Linked DNA regions of Mus musculus: region 2 is linked to region 1. A link is a contact called in public promoter capture Hi-C data. All regions are on one chromosome and are shown on one strand. The core of a region is the stretch at or near the end of the contact, and the rest is flanking DNA. Distances in the headings are between cores, read along the strand shown. Region 1 overlaps Sgms1 (sphingomyelin synthase 1). Region 2 overlaps Lipa (lysosomal acid lipase A).

Region 1 (3,288 bases), core at 577-3,076:
GCGTCCATCACCGCTGTGAATTCCCACCACCACTGCTATGGTATGCATGTGTCATGCATTCCACAGGCTCCCGTGTTTAAAGGCCTTGGCCCTTGATCCCTTTAGGGAACAAGGTCTATAGGGGAAGTAGCTACTGGAGGGGGAATTCTTATGTGTTATATCCTGGCCCTGGCTCCCACCCTTTTAAGTTGTCTCTGTCGGGTATACTGTTATAGAAGTGAGAAAGTAACTAACTCCTACTAGACTGTACACTAGTAACTCCTGCTAGATTGTACACTAGTAACTACTACTAGATTGTATACTAGTAACTACTGTTAGATTGCTGCAATCTGGGGTTGGGAAATTTAGCTGAGTGGGAGACACTTGCCTATCAAGCAAAGGCCCCAGCTTTGGTCTGCAGCCAAAGAGGGGCTGGGTTGGAGGGCTGAGGTAAAGTTTAACTTCACCACTAAAAGAAAAGTGTTTTCTTTGTAAAATGAACTATAACCAGCAAATGAGCCAAGGAGAGAGAGAGAAAAGAATCCAGCCACGGCTGACCAGGGCAGGCTCTGTGAATAGTTTACCTTACCGAGGAGAGCTTGCCCGCTCCACCCTTGGCCGTTCCTACCATTTCCCCTTTCTGGGGCCAGAGGGCACTGAAGAAGGGAGACAGGTGGTTCGGGAGATAATGAAACTCCCAGTCAGCTGGGTAGTTTTAGCATTCCTTGTTGCATGGTCAGAAGGACCCAGTGCTTTGGGCACCCTGTTCCTTCACCTCCCCAGTTTCCTACGTCCAACTTCCCCCTAGTCCCTTCACGACCTCAGCTCCTCTGCACCGCGGTCAGAAAACTCAAGTTCAGGAAGGTAATTTGTTTTCTTTTCCTTTTCCAAAACCTTTCCTGACTCAACTGAAGTTGAAACAACAAGACAAAAATCAGACAGACTGTCTATGTACAATCACATATATTTTCTCCTGGTAACTTTAACATGGAAGAATCTTGTGAATTAAGAACTGGGATTATATATGACTTCTGACCCGTGGGTTTCGGTTGGCTCCAGCCAGTCTTGGAAAATAGTCTAGTTCTGGAATTGGAACAGAATTAGTACTCTTGTGTACGAGTTGCTTTCTTGGGAAATGATTAGGGACATGGAAAGTGCCTGTGGTGTTCCATATTGTAAGTTTTAATGAAGCTTAGATTCAGCAAGTGTCCTACACACTACAGTTATGCTTCGCTCGTTTGTTGGCTGGCTTGGCTTTACAAGATAGGGTCTCACCATGTAACACTGGCCTGGTCTCAAACTCACAGAGAACCTTCTACCTTTGTCTCATGAGTGCTAGGATTAAAGGCATGTGCCATCATGCCCAGCACGGCCCTGCTTTGGGGGTAATATATCTTAGATACATATGTACAGAAAGCAAGGATTTGAGTCTATGTCCTAATATCTCTTCTGACTTTATTCTGCATAATTTCACAGTTCAAATTTTGTAATAAGCATATTACTTTCATAATCAATAAAGGCTATAAAAAAATGGATGTCCTAAAGGTGGTGCCTTCCCCAAATAAAACTACACTCGAACACGTTATCTACCTACTCCACTCCAGAAAGCTCTCTGCACGTATGCGCTCATCCAGCGTGATAGGCAGAAAGTGAGAGGCAAGACCCAGTGAAGTGACAAGCTAAATTTAGCAGACAGATCTGAGCTACACTTCTCAACAACAACCCCTGAAATAGTCTGGTCTTACAAAACTAAAGTGCATAAGCTTGTCACTCAGGGCTTCCCAGGGCACTGAGTTCTATCGAATGCTCCCGAGAGTCACATGCTAGTAAATGAAGTGCCACTGTCTGCTATTGCACAATATCCTGGCACACAGCGCTTTGTGTCGCTACAAAACTCGGAATGCCCACAAATCAGAGGCAAAGGTCAACCTCCCTTCCTCCCCTTTTCTTTTTGTTCTTTTCCGTGTTGTTTTAAGCCAGGGACTCACTATGAAGTTCAGGCTGGGTTTCAAAGTGAGGCTCCAAGCCTGACTCAGCCTCTCAGGTGTAGGATTAAAAGTGTGTGCCATCATGGCCTGCTTAAGGTCAAGATCCAGAAACACACTTATTAACCACGGAAATCACAACAACCTCGCATAACAAAGACTCAAAGATTTGTAATAAAAACATTTTCTCCAGTAGACACTGAAATTATTAAATGTGTTTTGTAATGTGGAATTATCAAAGACTTTAGGTCATCACGCTGCACTGCTGAAGAGAAGGCGGCCCAGGAATGAGTGACGTAAGTCTCTTACTCCATGTCCAACCCACAGAGTTGCCAGGATTATCACTCTATTGCTTAGAGAGGCAAAGGCAAAATTTCTCTTTCTCCTACTTCTCCTTTCACAAAGTCTAAAAATAATTCCACTTGTCATAGTTTCACAATTTCTATGGAATTTTCTTTTAAACTTCCAGTCTTCTTTATGGCCTAACATCTTAAACACACACGCCCTTCCTCGGGGCAGCAATCTGTTAAGAGAGCAGAGATGGCTTCCTCGCTTGTGCTTTGAGTTAAACAGTGTAATCCAACCAGAGGGGAAATCTCAGGCTGGAAGGTAAACAGGATCTGAGGAAATCGCAACATCCCCTAAAGACAAAGCTTTCCTTTTCTGGGTACACGATTACCTGCTTGGTTTGAACTCCAAAGAGCAGTGCGTCACAAGCCTGTCTCAACTTCCTGAGCATAGTGTTCTCTAGATATGGCTCTATTATGTCCACAAGATACCGAGTCCTTACAAAGCACATGTTGTCATATTTATGCTTTCCTTTGTTTTCAGTAGGCACAAAGATATTTTGTTTCCAACATAAAATAAAAACTACCTAACGGCCATGGGGTTTGGCTCAGGGGAACTGCTTTTAACATGTTTATATTTACACATAGATGGCCTTAAAACATTAGAGTTCAACATGGCGCTACATGCCTACTGGAATCCCTTTCCATTTATATCCTGAGGTAACCGTGCAATGGGGTGGGGCTTGTGGAGGTGATTGTGTCACCATGATAGAACCCTCACAGATGAGACCAGTGTCCATACAAAAAAAAAAAAAAAATGAGACCCAGGAGGGCCCTGTCCCCTTCTATCCCAAAAGGGCCTGGTGCTAATAGCCTCTGAAGATGCTGCTGCACTGGTCACTTAGCTAGCCTTCAACTTTTCTACCTTGAGGATGGGCAGACACTCCTGCGCGGTATGGCATTTTTACAGTAGTAGGGGTAGACTGGGACTCACCTCTTCAATACTTGGCTAAACATTCTTTCTTCCCAGGTGACTA
Region 2 (3,288 bases), core at 241-2,740, 2.3 Mb after region 1:
TGAGGAGAGAATGAGCTGACTAATGCCCCGGAAGAAGCCACAAAACAGACATATTCTCCCAACAAGCATTCAAGGGGGACCCTAAGGGTCTCCTCAAGAATTAGTAAGAGTGAATTGGAGTTGGTAGCAAAGTCTGCCATTGGGTTTCAGTTATCCAAAATGATGGCTCCTGAGTGAATTTTTATAGTCTAATTCTAGTTTTGAAGACTTGGCCTTAAAAATCAGTTCAAATACTATTGATTTCAAATACTATTGATTTTAGTGCCTCTCTGTTGTATTGACAGAATAACTAAAAATGCCTAATTAATTTAAAAAAATAATAAGAACAAAACAGAGATTTAAAACTTCCCAAGTCATGGTTCAGAAGTCCGAGGCTAGGGAGCCTGGATCCCTTGAGAACTAGCTATCTTTATTATCACATGTCAGTAGGTAGAAGGGTAAAAAGGCACATGCCAAAGGAGGACATGAGGTGCGGCCTATCTGGAGGAAGAAACAAGGTGAAGGGGCTTAGGTCCAAAGTATAGATCCCAGGAGACTAAACAACGAATCTAATATGTAAGTTACCAGATAGCTTTCTGACTTTATCAGGGACAACACTGCAAACCCAGTGGCTAACATAAAGGGCTGGATGGATGGAAACTTAAACACGAGGTATAGGAATCTTTATGCCACTTCAGCCGTTTATCATGGGAAAACTACTTAACCGCCAGAACCTTGTTATCCTCATCTGGCCAACAGGCTGACCAGAGTCCAAATGATTCATCTGATGATTCACGCTTGGGGGGACACTTGGCTTGTCCGCAGAAAGCAATTAGAAAGTCATGTGGCCTTTATCAGAGTCCAGGCCATGACATTTCCACTTCAAAGTCTACCTGTAGGAAAGGGAGTGACCTGCACTGCAGGAGCGAGCACATGCATGGCCCCACATCCCATCGCTAGCATAGTGCTGCTCTCCACAACCCTGGTGACCGTCACTAGGATCGGTTAAGCCATGCGAAGGCAACAACATGGCCCACCTCATTCACTGCAAGTTGAATTTGGCAGGGGTGCACATAGGGAAAGATGCCTCAAGGGCCTTACAGCAGGAATGGGGTAGATACCATTCTTCTCACATAAAAGATGAGGAAACCGAGACCATCACACTCGAGCCTGAGGCTAGCGCTTTTAGTACAGTAACACTAGTAAGGCTACAGATTTTGTCCCTGGCTGTCTCTGATCCTGGAAGATAGGGAAGCCTTTACCCCAAATGTGACTTAGAACAGAACAAAGAATATTTTGGAATCTCAATGCTTTGCTCCTAAGAGGGCTATGAAGGACTTGGGGACAGGCCAAGTCCTTGGGGTGCAGCATTTTCAAAGCAAATTAATCAGCAGCATAACCAACATTAAAGCAAATGAAGCCAGAAGGACGTCGGCCTCCACAGGGCTCCAGCTCCACTTGGCCCTGTGGGGAAGGCAGTAATTAATTACACTTGTTATCAGCCATCTGAGTTACTGTTGACTTAACCACTGTGAACCAAACACACAGAGAGTTCAGAAGATATGCCCGTAGGTGCCTGGTTCTGGGTGCAACAGTCTTTATGGATCTAATGGATGGAGATGCACACATTCCTTAATATTCTGTCCTGGCTGCACTTTTCAACCCAATCCAGAGCTGCAGACATTTGTACTTGTGCCTATTGGAGACTCTGCTTGCAATTTTCCGTTTAAAATACATTGTGTGTGTGTGTGTGTGTGTGTGTGTGTGTGTGTACACATCCTTGTGCATGTCAAGGGAGACATTAGATATTCTCCCAGACACAAGACACTTAGCAGCAGCTAGCCAAGAAGGAAGGGGTGTGGAGAAAGGGAAGAGGCAGGCAGAGCAGTGTATGCTACGATGTTACACTTCTCCTTTGCTCCAACCTCAACCAAAGTTGGACAAAGAGACTGTACAGCTGGCTTGACTTATGTTGTTGAGTTTAAAAGACTGAAACAGATCCCCTATCCAATGTACCATCAGAAGCCTAGAAGCCTGGGTATGCACTACACCCTGTCTACATGTGCTCAGTGCAGGGAATTATGGGCCAGATTATGTACCCTTACTAAAGCTGCATTTATTAAATGAATAAATAAAGCTAGAAACTCACAAGTGGTTTCTTTCAAAAGGAAGGTTTCTCTACAGAAAGACCCAATGAAATCAAAACAATGGCCTGGAGCCCTTTCTTTGCAAGACAACTCACAAGTCACGATGAGAACTTTCACCTATGACTCAAATGGCTCAGTTGGCAACCCTTGGAGAGTCTGTGCCTAGGCCACGCCTGAGAAGTCTGCTTCCTCATGTTGCATGTAGTTGTTTCTAGTCTTCACAGCCCAGAATTCAATCTCACCCCCCAGGTAAGCAGATGCAGAATTGTTCAGGTACAAATGAGATATCTGATTCCCCAGTTAGGTGACAGTAATCGGTTGATTTCCCAATTAAACAATTAGTAAGTCAATTGGCCTTGTGTTTTCCTTTTAATGCTGGCACAAGTAGTATTTCCTTGTTTTAGCTAAATAAAGTCTATATTATGGTTATAATAGGATCAGCTTGCTCAGTACTTATATAAGGACACGTTCTAAATTCAAGGAATACTACCTCTGCAGTTAAAACGCCCAAGTAGCTGCCCTTTGCCTTGGCCGTCTCCAGCAGGAAATGACTGAATTGATCTCAAAGAAATATGTTCTAAAGGTGCAAGCTTTTCAAATTCTTGGTCCAAGCAGGGAGTGAGAGCCTTGTAATATTAACACTCATCCTTAAGGCTGAGCAGATAAAAATAAAACCACTTCTCTATAAATGATTAATTTCTGCGTTTCATTTCCCTTAAGCACTTAGTGAATACTGTGGTAGTTCAGCATGTGATGAGAGTGATTGCTTAAAAGTGGGAAGATGGCTCAGTGGGAAAAGAGTAATTTCTGTGAAAGTCTAAGGATTTGAGTTCAAATGCCCCACCACCCACATTTAAAAACAAACAAACAAAAACCCTAAAAAGAAATCTAACATGGTATGAGATGGAGACAGTGGGATGCCTGGGACTTGCTGGCTACCAGACAGGTTCCAAACTCAGTGAGAGACCCTGTTTCAAAGGAATAGGATGGAGAATGACAGAGAAGAGCATCTAACACACACACACACACACACTGTATCTTAAATGGGAAATTGCAAGTTTAGTCTCCACTAGCCAGCCACAAGTACAGACGTCTGCTCCTCTGGATGGGGTGAAACATACACACACAGCCAGGACAGACTATTAAGGGATGTATGTATCTA

Evidence for each region. Promoter capture Hi-C pulls out the DNA fragments that hold promoters and counts their contacts.
Region 2: a promoter capture Hi-C map of liver shows a contact between it and region 1, with 4 times the contacts expected there. A contact is called at or near these places in 3 of 39 promoter capture datasets (hippocampal neurons, liver and pre-B cells).

What each region holds. Positions count from the first base shown.
Region 1 is chr19:32,179,650-32,182,937 of GRCm38.p6, forward strand. All of the region lies in intron 5 of Sgms1 (sphingomyelin synthase 1), which reads right to left. Among named protein-coding and RNA genes, the nearest start is that of Asah2, 78 kb to the left of the region's middle.
Region 2 is chr19:34,517,576-34,520,863 of GRCm38.p6, forward strand. All of the region lies in intron 3 of Lipa (lysosomal acid lipase A), which reads right to left. Among named protein-coding and RNA genes, the nearest start is that of Lipa, 8.3 kb to the right of the region's middle.